Regions from separate parts of the Salmo salar genome. Here region 2 is linked to region 1. A link is a contact called in public Hi-C data. All regions are on one chromosome and are shown on one strand. Each heading gives the region's core, a stretch centred on a gene start, on an enhancer-like site or on the middle of the called end of the contact. The rest is flanking DNA. Distances are from core to core; before and after follow the strand shown. Region 1 has its middle 44 kb from the start of gngt2a. Region 2 holds the start of col1a1a (collagen, type I, alpha 1a).

Region 1 (6,864 bases), core at 1,307-3,806:
CCAGTCGTCAGGATGTCACATGATGGTCCCAAACCATTATAAGTAATGTAATGGTATGAAAGTAAATGGTAAGCTGTTCATCTAAAATATGACCCCACCTGGGATTTGACCTCACATCCTCTGGATTTGAGGTGTTCTGATCTTTCTGCTGTGTCATAAAGTCTGTAGGAGTCCCCTACACATGAATGACCTACAATACATCTCTGCACTTAGCAAAATAGTGCCATCTGCACTGCTATTTCATTTATCAACGAATCCGACTATTCGCTCATCATTGATTTCATTGAAAACACGTTTTTCACATGTGACATGTAAAAATGTGAAGTGTTCCAAAAACACAGTTCCGCTTGATTTCACATGACATTTTCCGTAAGGGTGATGAGGGGGTGCCCACAGTGTTATCTCTATAGAAGATCATCACTCCACTGTACTTGTCCCCTCGAGCATTTAACCCAGAAAAACTGTCTGGTTGGACTCTAACCAAACTCAATGATCATGGCACTTTCATATCATTTTCCCATCTAGTAGATAAATGTAGTTTTATTTCCAACCACATTCCAAACCTGTTGAATCCCACTGCTTCATGCTTTCTCTCTCTGGTCAAGCATCTTTGCAACTTGCCAGTGGAGATTTACCTGTAGACCTGAAACATGGCCTTCCTCTCTATCCTCCAACCGGAAACTCTCCAATTTAACAATACCATCCGTCACTCTCCATCCCCACCTCATATGGACATATATCTAACCACTATGCCTGTGCGTCTCCCCATATTTAGTTATTCATCTTTCAATATTTACTTGACATGACCAAGTACTATAACCACATCCTCTTAGTGTGTCACAATCAGTTATATAAAGTATTAGAAGGCCCAACAAAGTGGAATGGCTAACTATATTTATGATATAACCCTGCATACCAGGGCTAATTCGTTTAGTCTGGCTGAATGGGGATTGGGTGGAGAGGTGGTGTTTTGTTGGGTGGGGTTCTGTAAATGCAGGTAAGACCTGGAACTAGGCACCGAGCCAGGTACTGGCACCTGTGTGCAGAGGAGAAGGCATCTGCTTCGGCTCTTGCTGTAATGAAGGGTTTGTGTGTGTGTGTGTGTGCGCCTGCGTGCATATCGAATTAGCGATATTGGTGCCTACCACCACTAGAACAGGTTAATGTATACCTAGCTTACATATTTAGCCTATGTATACAAATGGATCTCTCACATGGAACCATAGAGTCCTCAGCTTTTTGACATGTGTGCCTCTGTTCAGTTGTTGGCGTTTTTCTCCTTCTCTTTTCCTTTCCTTTTTCTGGCGTGTCCTATCCCCGACACTCCAGCAGCACTCCCCTACTGTTGATGTGGCAGTGAGGAAAAGGGAGGAGGAGGAGGAGGAGATGTAGGAAAGGGTCTTTGAGACATTACTCTGTCATTACACAATAAGATCCTCACTTGAATGAGTCCTTAACGTTTGTTTCGCTGCTAAAGGATTGTTTAACTAATCTTTACAACCAATTTTTTGTCAACTAACACAGATTATATGGATTCTTTGAGTGTGACGACATAAAATAGTGGATTACATTGTATATATAAACGGATAGTTAATAGATAGGAGGGCGTGTGTCAGTTAGATAAACAGTGTAGATCCCCAGTCTTAGAGAAGCGCCTGGTAATAGCAGCAGATGTGCAGCTCTAACACACACAGCTATGGATTACTACTAGGGCTTGTCGGCAGAAGAGTTCACATCATCTCCTTCCATTGTTCTCTCTCTTTCACTGTCTTGCCATCTCTCCCTTTGTGTCTGTCTCTCTCTCTCTCTCTCTCTCTCTCTGTGTCTCTCTCACTCTCTCTCTCTCTCTATCCCAGATTCCCGGGGAGTCTCTCTTGCAGCTTCATAGAAGCAGACACGCCTCAAGCTTTCCAGAGATGAGAGGAAGAACAGCAGAGAGAGAAGTGACAGAATTGCATAGAGAGAAGCGACAGAATATATGGCTGGCCAGACACCCAAACACATACATACACATCAAGGTGTCCTGCGCTACGTGGCATTTGACCCCTGTAATTGAAGGGGTGTGGAGGAGTGGGAACCCTGAGGCTGTATTGGAATAACAGCAAAGTTCTCACGGTTTTACCAATTTCACCTCAGGTTTTGATATTTATCTGCATTTCTCCAAACGTCAAATTTCAAGTTGATCCAAACGTCAAATTTTGGGATAGGGTATTCATTCCGAATGGTCAAGGTAAGGCTGAAGGTTTGTGATAGGGTAAAAACAAAAAAAACTAATCAGGTGTCTACCTCTGGGATTGAAGAAACCACCATCCGATCCAGAATCATGGAATTACGCCATAGAGAATGATAGAGGCCTCTAGATGGCAATATAGGTGGCAATGTGCATGCTTTCAGTTTGTTTGCCAACTCATAGTAGTAGAAGAATAAAATGGACTACTTCAAAATGGAGATGGCCTCAGTGGTGCTGCCCATGTTCTCACAGAAGCCATAAAGGGATAGATACAATGATGTGATGTCTATCTAAGTCTATGGATTACGCCCATCCGCCACCCTCGTCCACAACACCTGAGAAAAGCCCAAGCCTACTTTATGGTAATAGCGCTCACTGTTGTCCCAAGTGGACGGTTTTAAAGGCATTTCCCGACGTCCTCAGGACAGTCATCCAATTTCTTAGTCAATCTTGAACGATCTCCTTGATAACAGACAACATTCCCCCAAACAGTCTTTGTTTTTACAGTCTGTATGCATTGGTACTGTTTAATATGTTTCCATTTTACTGAAAATAATGACTGTTCTTATCAAGAAGCACAAGCTTGACATTGAAGGATCAGATCAGTGTTTATAAGAATTGTCAAGTTGAATGAGATATCCTGTCATACCCTGGAGAAAAAGAAAGGCCTACGTGTTTCAGATGCATTCCTGCAGATGCAGACTGGACAATAGCAGACGCAGTACAGAAGGAGGTTCTTGCATTTCCAGGCCTTTCTAACTTGGATACAGACAAAGAGAGAGAGAGAGATCACACAGAGAAAGAGAGAAAAAACTGTCTAACCAACGAAACGACTCATATGGTCATCCTCAACGAGCCAATCAGATAAGAGTATGTCTGTCTTCAGCTCCACCCCCTTTTCACCAAGCCCTAAACCCCGCCCTCATCATGACTCCAAGTTTTCCACTGAGGCGCCACGTGACCTGAGTGGGTCCAGATACCCAGATGAGCCGTTTAAACAAAGCTGAGACAAATAACCCAGTGACGTGGAAGATGACGGCGGCCATTTTCTTCCACTGCAGTAAAATAAACAATTCTGTGTTGTGAGTCATCCACACACAAATCCCCCCCCCCCACCCCCCAGCCCTATCGCCTCACGTCACGTGACCTGCAGCTGGAGCCATTAGCTTGTTTGTTATGGAGCGGCGACCCTCACATCTGGATATGTTTCCTTTCCTCTCTTTTATTTTCTCCCCTTACTCTATACTTCTCTTTTCTTCCCTCAGTCTGACTTGATTGTCTGGCTGCTTTGTGGTGTTGCTGACGTCCTTAGGCAGCCACCAGGGGGACATAGGTTGGGTCTGTGCAGCACCCACCACTGCCATCCTTACTCTGGACTTTTTTTTGCTAACACTTCCTTTGAATACTCCCCTCATGGACACTGTACATCATTAGATGTCCCACAAACTATCTGAGGATGATAATACAAGTGTTTCTACATGTGAGATGTGTCAAGTCTTAGGCTAACTAAAAGTGTGAGGGTACTAGGAAGAACTCAGAAAACAGAGACAGTGGTTCACAGTTGGAGGAGGTGTTCATTTGATTCATCAGGCTGAGGTTAGGGTTGGTGACGCAGGCATAGGAAGATGACTGCTTTTCTCCCGGAAGGAGTTTCCCTGTGAAAAAATGTTAACAGTAATTGACCCAAATAAACAAGGTTTAAACGGAAGGGTTTAATGATAGAAGGAAAAGGGAGGGGGTGTAATAGGGAGAGAGGGGGGTACAAAGGCAGGGTGGGGAAGAGAGAGAAAGATAGAGAGAGGGGGAGGGTAGAAAGGGCGTAAGGAGAAAAGAGAGAGAAAAGTGGAAAATAGGCCATAACTGTCAGAGAGTCTCCCTCCACTCTGCAGACACTATCTTAGTTCTTGTCCTCTCTAAGTGACTGTGATATGGCATTTCCCATAAGTCTAACCTCACCTCAGTTCTGAGTATCATGAGAGTGTACTCTGAGATGGGCCTACACTCTTAGAAAAAAAGTGTCCTTCGGGTGACCCCATAAGATAACCTTTTTTGGTTGGGGGGGGGTTGGGGGCAAGTCTTTAAATTGTGCAGTATTAGCAATAGTAAATAAGAATCTGGTAGCAGCAGTTGTGATGTGTGTGCAGCACGTGTATGTGTGTGTGTGTGTGTGAGTGAGTGAGTGAGTGAGTGAGTGAGTGAGTGAGTGAGTGAGTGAGTGAGTGAGTGAGCGAGTGAGTGAGTTGCCGCTTCTGTAGCTCTTCTGTGGATCTCATTAGAGACCTACAATGTCACAAGACGCTGGGGGAGCCTTGTTTGGGTGTAGGGCCTGATCAGAGCCTGAAGGTACGGAGGTGCCGTTCCCCTCACAGCGCCGTAGGCAAGCACCATGGTTTTGTAGCGGATGCGAGCCAGTGGAAGCCAGTGGAGAGAGCGGAGGAGCGGGGTGACGTGAGAGAACTTGGGAAGGTTGAACACCAGACGGGCTGCGGCGTTCTGGATGAGTTGTAGGGGTTTAATGGCACAGGCAGGGAGCCCAGCCAACAGCGAGTTGCAGTAATCCAGACGGGAGATGACAAGTGCCTGGATTAGGACCTGCGCCGCTTCCTGTGTGAGGCAGGGTCGTACTCTGCGAATGTTGTAGAGCATGAACCTACAGGATCGGGTCACCGCCTTGCTGTTAGTGGAGAACGACAGGGTGTTGTCCAGGGTCACGCCAAGGTTCTTAGCACTCTGGGAGGAGGACACGATGGAGTTGTCAACCGTGATGGCGAGATCATGGAATGGGCAGTCCTTCCCCGGGAGGAAGAGCAGCTCCGTCTTGCCGAGGTTCAGCTTGAGGTGGTGATACATATGATATGAGTAATGCAAGATATGTAAACATTATTAAAGTGGTATTATTAAAGTGACTAGTGATCCATTTATTAAAGTGTCCAGTGATTGTACATCAACACCAATATCCCAGAAACCCTAGACCCACTCCAATTTACATACCGCCCCAACAGATCCACAAATGATGCAATCTCTATTGCACTCCACACTGCCCTTTCCCACTTGGACAAAAGGAACACCTACTTGAGAATGCTATTCATTGACTACAGGTCAGCGTTCAACACCATAGTGCCCTCAAAGCTCATCACTAAGCTAAGGACCCTGGGACTAAACACCTCCCTCTGCAACTGGATCCTGGATCCTGGACTTTATGACGGGACGCCCCCAGGTGGTAAGGGTAGGTAACAACACATCTGCCTTGCTGATCCTCCTGTACTCCCTGTTCACCCATGACTGCATGGCCAAGCACGACTCCAACACAACACTATCATTACATTTGCCGACGACACAACAGTGGTAGACCTGATCACAGACAACGATGACGCAGCCTACAGGGAGGAGGTCAGAGACCTGGCATGGAGATAATTGTGGACTATAGGAAAAGGAAGACCGAGCACGCCCCCATTCTCGTCGATGAGGCTGTATTGGAGCAGGTTGAGAGCTTCAAGTTCCTTGGTGTCCACATCACCTACAAACTATCATGGTCCAAACACACCAAGACAGTCGTGAAGAGGGCATGACAACGCCTATTCACCCTCAGGAGACTGAAAGGATTTGGCATGTATCCTCAGATCCTCAACAAGTTCTACAACTGCACCATCGAGAGCATCCTGACTGGCTGCATCACTGCCTGGTATGGCAACTGCTCGGACTCTGACCGCAAGGCACTACAGAGGGTAGTGCGTACGGCCCAGTACATCACTGGGGCCAAGCTTCCTGCCATCCAGGACCTCTATACCAGGCGGTATAGACTCCAGCCACTCTAGTCATAGAATGTTATCTCTGTGACTGCATGGCAAGCGATAACGGATTGCCAAGTCTAGGTCCAAAAGGCTTCTTAACAGCTTCTACCCCCAAGCCATAAGACTCCTGAATAGCTAATCAAATGGCTACCTGGAATATTTGCATTGTCCCCACCTACATTTTTATGCTGCTGCTACTCTCTGTTTATTATCCATGCATAGTCACTTTACCTCTCCCTACATGTACATATTACCTCAATTACCTCGACTAACCTGTGCCCCCACACTTTGACTCTGTACCGGTACCCACTGTATTGTTGCTCCTTAATTATTAGTTATTTGTCTTTATTATTTAGTTTTTACTTTATTTATTTTCATTTTTTACTTCAGTTTATTTTAGTAAATACATTAACACTTATTTTTCTTAAAACTGCATTGTTGGTTAAGGGCTTGTAAGTAAGCATTTCACTGTAAGGTTTACTACACCTGTTGTATTCGGCATATATAACATTTGATTTGATTGGATTTCACACCGGAGAAAGGAAAGGTTACCATTGCCTACTGTAAGCTAGCCTAACTACAGCTACTGTAGTTCTACCTCTCTAATAGGGGTTGTGTGAGGTAGCAGCAGAGCACTGATTCTGTCACGCTTGTCGTCGGTGAAGGACCAAAACGCAGCAGGTATGTGTATGCTCATCTTGCTTTTTAATAAATACAAAATGAACACCAAAATAACAAAGAACGAACAATCGACAAAAAACAGTCTGGTAAGGCACAAGGCTAAACACAGAATAATCACCCACGAATAACAAACACAAACACACCCTAATATATGGGACTCTC
Region 2 (6,864 bases), core at 1,966-4,465, 69 kb after region 1:
AGCTGCTTCCTCTGCTGGAGGATGCGTGGGATGAGAAGGTTCTGCTTACTGCACCAGAGCCGCCATAGATATTTGTCACCCTCCCTAACCCTCCCCTTTTTTTTTGTTTAGGTGCGTTCGGAGTCCGCACCTTTGGGGGGGCGGGGGGGTGTACTGTCACGTCCTGACCATAGAAAGCTGTTACTTGCTATGGTAGAGTAGGTCAGGGCGTGACAGGGGGTTTCTAGTTTAGTTTTTCTATGTTATGTTCTAGTTTTGTATTTCTATGTTGGTTTTGTTTGGGATGATCTCCACTTAGAGGCAGCTGGTCATCGTTGTCTCTAATTGGAGATCATACTTAAGTAGGTGTTTTTCCCACCTGGGTTTGTGGGAGATTGTCTTTGAGTTAGTGTATGTTTCACCTCTGCGTCACGGTTTGTTTTTTTGTTATTCAGTTTATTTGTATGTATTGCATAGTTTCACAGTTCAATAAAATATGTGGAACGATAATCACGCTGCACTTTGGTCCGATTCATCCTACCACAACCGTGACAAGGGTCTTGAATTACAGGCTTGTAATTTGACTTTTTAACTTGAGATGTTTGACACTTTTGCTTGTCAATAGTAGCCCTGTCACAACTCCTTCTTTAGCTAATTTTTCAGCGTGACCATGTTTATGTATTTTTTTTAATGTAGGCAATTTTTTTGGTATGCATTCCCCTCTGGAGACATTCGTGGCCATCCGTTAGCCTTAACCACAATTTACATTGCGTGAAAAGTTCCAGTAATTCCAGGGGGTGAGAGCAGTCAACACTGTGGCTTTTGCGGTTTCACTTGACATTCATACTGCACGGCAAGTTTCAATTTTAGGTGCGATTCGATTTGGAGAGTTTGGGCGAAGATTAGCATAACCTATGTCGGACATGACTTTTACACTACCCTAAAGACTTTTAGTGGTCTAGGCCTATACAAGCCAGTCAAGGAAAAGGTGCACTATACGTAATTGCAGTAACCAATGCGTTGTTTCAGTTCAGTCTTTGTTGTTTAACATTCAACATAAATATTCGGTCTTCCGTCAAATTACGTTTTTATTTTATTATGCTGATCGACAAGTGACGCTTACATTGCATCATTAAAAACAAAGCAAGAAGGCTTACATTTACACAATGTAGGGTATTTTACGCACTTAAAAAAAAGATCACAAAACTACGATGCATTTCATTGATCATTGTACTTATAGCCTATCAAACATGCGGTTGATCTGAATGAAATTATTTTTAGAACGGATCGTCACGGCCATCTCATTCACACAATTACCGGGTGGCTCGCCATTGGACCTGTAGACTGTCATTGGACTGTACAGCAGTCCATCCTAAATGCCACATATTCAAATGGAGGGTTCATTCACGCAAAGCTAGCTCCCCTTTCTTACAGAATTTCCATCATTATGAGAAGCCAATCATGCCCCGTTCTGTTTTTAATAATGGTACAATGCACTTGTAATTTAGTCCCACATACACCTGATTCAGAACTCGAAATGATGAGGTGGCGCTTTCTATCTCAGAGAAAGTATTCCATCGTCATCCTCGTAAAAAAAAAGAGACGCATTTCTTGGATAATGTGAAGGCATGTGATGTGAGAGGGGTTCAGACGTGAAGGGAAAGAGCAGGGATGGGATTGAGTAGTTCTGCTTAAAGCTGCAACGTGTCTGCAGTGCAGAGAAAAGACTGTACTGATGCCAAAAAAATGTTTTTTTTTCTTAAGGAAGATGCAGGCGCGTCTATGGAGAAGTGTCTTGTCTTTCTGTGCGTAATAATTACATTATGGGCGTTGCGGAGTAGTGCATCTGGCGATTACACATTATTCACTAATAACTCATTGTATTTATTTGCTATATGTGCATGGATGTTGTATGACACCTTCATCTGGGGAGTTAGGGTGCTTTTTGACTCTTTATAGCAGGACTAACAACAAACTTGAGACAAACGTCCTAAATAAATACATTATTTTTCGTTTGGAAACGAATTCTTCCGTTGTGGAATTGCAGGGGAGTTTCCACATCTGTTTCAGTCATTATAACTTTTTTGCGTGTTTATGTCTGTGCACAGACGTTCTGCAGCATGCACACGACCAGTAGAGGAGTTGACGGTTTCCATCCAGAGAGAATCCGGTATATATTCTTCAAACAGGCGTTAATTAACCAGGAGTTAATTGACGATATTCTCCTCAGGCGACCTGTAGTGGGATTGATGCCAAGATGAAAGATGCGCTGGCAATCCACGGGCATTCAATTTTCCGATCTCTCATTCCACGTATACCTTCCGAAGCCGATCCCATATCGCGAGAACTATATTATGAACAAATGTGAAATAAAAACGTTCAATTCCAGCCAAAATAATACTATTGTCTAAACTGTGAGTTTCCAATGTGCCCCATAGCGACACTGTACACACTCTTCCCCTAAACTGTAGCTCAGTAAGGCCTAGCAGCCATCCTTTCATCAAATCAAGATCCTTATCGATACGATTGGCTACATGCAATAGGTTATCGAAAGCCCGCACACCTCTCCCAATATGATCGGTCATAGAACTTCAAACCACATTTACTACAAAAACTAAAATAATCTTAGGAATACATTCGATAGTGCCCCACATCTGGATTCAATCGATGAGCAATTTCACCTTAAACAAAAATGTAGGTAAACGTTTCCGATAGCTACGTTTCGATCAGAAATATCCTAGGCCTAGACACAGACGTACAGGCCTGCTAAGCAACAGCCAATCCATCCCCACAGAATAATAAAATTGCAACGAAACCACAGCTCCTGAGGGAACAGTGCATGCCCAATTTAGTGTCCACGTTGATGTGGCACCTTCTACTCGTAAAAGTAAGACTGTGCTACAACTGCAAAGCATTCAATATTGACAACAAAGTAACATCTGCCTGGAAACACACAAGTGGGGTAAGCAACATAATTTAAATCCATTTTCTGTGCACAGCTCGTTTCTATTTAATTGCAACCTTGAAGAATCTACCGACAGTGAGCTCGCTATCCGGGCCCTCCTCGCCAATAGACTTTTGGAGATGCCATGGCCTGTTGTCTGTCTAAGCCGGGATAGGGGAGTTTTTTTTACAAAACCTCCACCTTTTATAGAAAGATCAAGTTTCCTGAGACTTCAAGGTGAAAAATGTGCCTACGACACCCCCTTTGTACTGATGGAAGGAGGAACTTTCTTTTAATGAACATGAGCATGCTGGAGATTTCTGGTGTGGCCAGCACCTCCCCAAAAGTTTGGAATATAAAAGGCAGGGCAAAAAGTTTATGTAGGCAGTAGGGAGTTTTCTGCGGGGTCTGGATTGGAAATACAGAGAACCGGACCCTACTTGTATGATTGGAGTCTAACGGAAAATATAACTTCCCCCCTCGCCTCAAAGAGTCTACATGTCTAATATTTAGACATGTTCAGCTTTGTGGATATTCGGTTAGCGCTGTTGCTCAGCGCAACAGTGCTTTTGGCAAGAGGACAAGGCGAGGACGATCGTAAGTGTCTCTTTTTAGTCTATCCTTGCCTCTGGTATGGTATCTATTGTCTTAACGATGTTGATATGGAAAGACTGGGTTGAAAGAGAAAGGTGGTTTTAATAGGAAAAAGGTTTGGTGATGACTGAGCCATTCAGATATATTAGGATACATTTATATTTATCTGTGGTAAATGTTTATTGACTGGTTAAATGTTTTTGTTGTTGTGGGATTCATAAGGATAGCCTCTCTTGCAGCTTGAGCAGAGTGTATGCGCGTCATTGCTTGTGGGCCTTCTCACGCGTGACTGCGCGTGCCTTTGGAACGAGTTGGTACAGGTTCCAAGGCTTTCCCTTCCACTCGTTATTTGATGCCCTGGAGGTACATTTTAACAGCTGGAAATATTTGAACGCATGTAAGGGATAGAGGGGAAGGCGACATGGCATGCCAACTCTCTGCCCATTGGACTGAGTGGAATTGAACGGGCCTATATGGCTCAGTCTGGAAATAAAGTTATTCAGTTGGTTATGGAGCAATAATTCGTAGCCTGAGGCATAAATGTCAGCCATGTAGAAAAGGAGCAGGGTCATTCCTGAACCATGGTAATCTTAAACCTCGAGTTTTTCTAAATGGAATGTATACAGTCATTCATCACAGGTAGGCTATATTTTTACGTTTGTGGAAAGAATACGGTGACCTAAATGTTGAAGGAGAGGACAAAGCATCATCATGCGCAACTTCCCTTGAATAGTTTCAAGCGCAGTTATTTGGCACAGGTAACTACTTACAAAAAGTGTATTCAAATAGATATAAAGTATAAGAACCTAAATGCATTACCTATAGACAAACTACAAAATCCGTTTTAAAGTTATTGGATGTATGGTGTCACCAAACACTTGAGTATAGGGTTTCTAGTTGCATCTAGGGCGTACAGATGTGCAAATTCGCTCTACGGCCCTGTAGCGCCACCATGTGGTTCTGACATGCAATTCCACCAACATTTAAATGTTTTCAATGCGCCCCCTACCATCCCCTTTCATTTTTTGAATAATTGAAAACACATTCAGACTTCGGAAACTTTCCACTGAGGTATAAACGCGGGTGGTTGCCAAACCGACAGTTTTTAGTTATTTCAGCAGCGTTTGGAGGACAGCATTGACGACGTGGACCTTTTCCACTGACTGTTTCGCCCTCTACAGTCAAATTGTAGCAACTCCTGTGGACCAACATTGTTGGTTTGGACACAGGTAGTCGGGCCCACGGCTAAACGAAGATCACAAATTCGCCATCAATACAATATAATATTGGCTATTTAGGCCTAGTTAGAGCGCTAGCTGGGCTTACTTTGGGAATGCAATGTCTGGTTTGATATCCAACAATAAATAAACAAGCTCAAAACGAATTTTCAGAGGTAGTCAAGCCTGATGATTATACTACAAAGACGGATCAATTAGTTAGCCATCTAACTTTAAAATAAACAACTACTTATTATTTTCTTAATGATGCAGAAAATCAATAAGTTATTTCAGATTTTTTAGGCAAGTTATCCGGGTAACTAATTGATCCTACTTTGTAGTAGTATACCCCTCAGGGCTTACTATTTTGCGGGTTGGTATAATTTGTCGAACGTTATAACAGGAATCTGTTCCAAAAACGTCGTCATGTACAAGGATGCCAAAAGACAACGCATACAAAGTAGCATGATCAATTCACTTAGCTAACTAGCTGCCGAATAGGCATCAACTCACCATGTTGCTTATTCTTAATGTTTGGCCATAGGCTACCAGAGTGAGGACAGACATTTTTCGGAATAAACGTACTGAGTGAAAACGTTGTTTGTTGGCAACCTTGTTATTTACGAAGTTTTTGTAACATATTCCTGTTGGAACGTACCACAAATTATACCCACCCCTATTTTACATTTCAACAATATTTGTCAACATAAATGTAGGAAATAGGCCTTACTTTAATCGTTTGCCAGGCCTTCTGTCCTGTTGTTCATTCCAATCAAGGCATTACAAATACATTTGTCATTTAGCACAGCGTTTCTTAACTCCAGTCCTAGAGTACCACCGACAGCACACATTTTTGTTGTTGCCGCTGACAAACTCACCTGAATTAACTTGATGAGGGCTTAATGATTAATGTTAGTTGACAAGTTGAATTAGGTGAGCTTGTCTGGGGCTACAACAAAAAGGTGTACTGTGGGGGTGATCAAGGACTGGAGTTAGGAAATGCTGATTTACCAGACACTCTTATCCAGAGGGACTTGGTGAGTACATACATTTTCGTATGCATCACCTGGTCAAAGCGTCATCACATGGGCATCCGTGCCTTCTAGGTCGACATTGGATGCAAGCGATCTAAACTATTTCATCTCTGCATCTTTCTCAGGCACCGCCGGCAGCTGTACGTTGGACGGTCAATTCTACAACGACAGAGATGTCTGGAAACCCGAGCCATGCCAGATCTGCGTGTGCGATAGCGGCACCGTCATGTGCGACGAAGTTATCTGTGAGGACACATCCGACTGCCCCAATCCAGTGATCCCCCACGACGAATGCTGCCCCATCTGCCCCGACGACGGTACGCCGATTTCCTCCCGACGCAACGAGGTTTACGTTACAGGCGCAGGCACTCTCAGAATCCGTTTTGACACGTTTTTCGAGGCCCCAGAGGGACTGTTCGGCTTTTACTTTTAAGGGGTTGGACAGCATTTTATGGATGGCCAACGAGGAATTAACTTGGATTTACCTTTTATTCTAATCACACCAGTCATTTTTTCCCCTTTTCCTCCGAAATGAGATGGGATACTATTCAGTGCTTCAGGCACATATAATGCGCATGTCCAGTCTGGTGCCACTGCCACCTCCTAACTACCTCTGGCCTTCCTTTCAACTTTGACCTAGTCTCAAATTGGCCATTTGTGTACATTTTCATTAGGCCTAGTTCAGACATTGTAGGCCCCTATTAGTTCTAAATCTAATAACACAGTAGGCCTTATGTACAATTTAAATGCACCCTACAAATATTTGTATTTGTTTACTGTTCAGGCTATTTCAGATATTTCACATTTTAATCTAATTGTTGTTTCTCTGTTGCTACCATAGGCTTCCAGGAGCCAAAGGTTGAGGTAAATATGATATTACGATCCTTATTGTTATTAACTATTAGATAAGGCTATTATAATTACATTTGCTATTATTGTTAACGTTTAAAGTGTACTTTACATGTATTTTTTTATTGTTGATTCATTATAAACACATCATTGCAACAAAACTATTTTATCTTGCACTGCAAAACTAGTAAGGCCATATCACAATAAGAACCACATCTTAAATTACAACCATAACCTAATGCTACTA

The links. A called contact is a pair of places that touch in the nucleus more often than the background predicts.
Region 2: a Hi-C map of gill shows a contact between it and region 1, with 3 times the contacts expected there. The contact joins the promoter of col1a1a here to the enhancer-like site in region 1. A contact is called at or near these places in 2 of 3 Hi-C or Micro-C datasets (gill and muscle).

The regions. Positions count from the first base shown.
Region 1 is chrssa06:44,684,060-44,690,923 of Ssal_v3.1, forward strand. No RefSeq gene overlaps it. Among protein-coding and RNA genes, the nearest start is that of gngt2a, 44 kb to the left of the region's middle. Within about 2 kb of position 2,557, at least 1 of the 13 cell types and tissues checked has an H3K27ac peak or open chromatin away from gene starts, as enhancers often do. A contact at or near this core is called in gill, where this site is marked.
Region 2 is chrssa06:44,752,816-44,759,679 of Ssal_v3.1, forward strand. It overlaps col1a1a (collagen, type I, alpha 1a), which reads left to right and starts at 3,216. Exons shown (of 47, transcript XM_014204457.2): 1 at 3,216-3,520; 2 at 5,894-6,085; 3 at 6,610-6,632. The coding sequence starts at 3,439.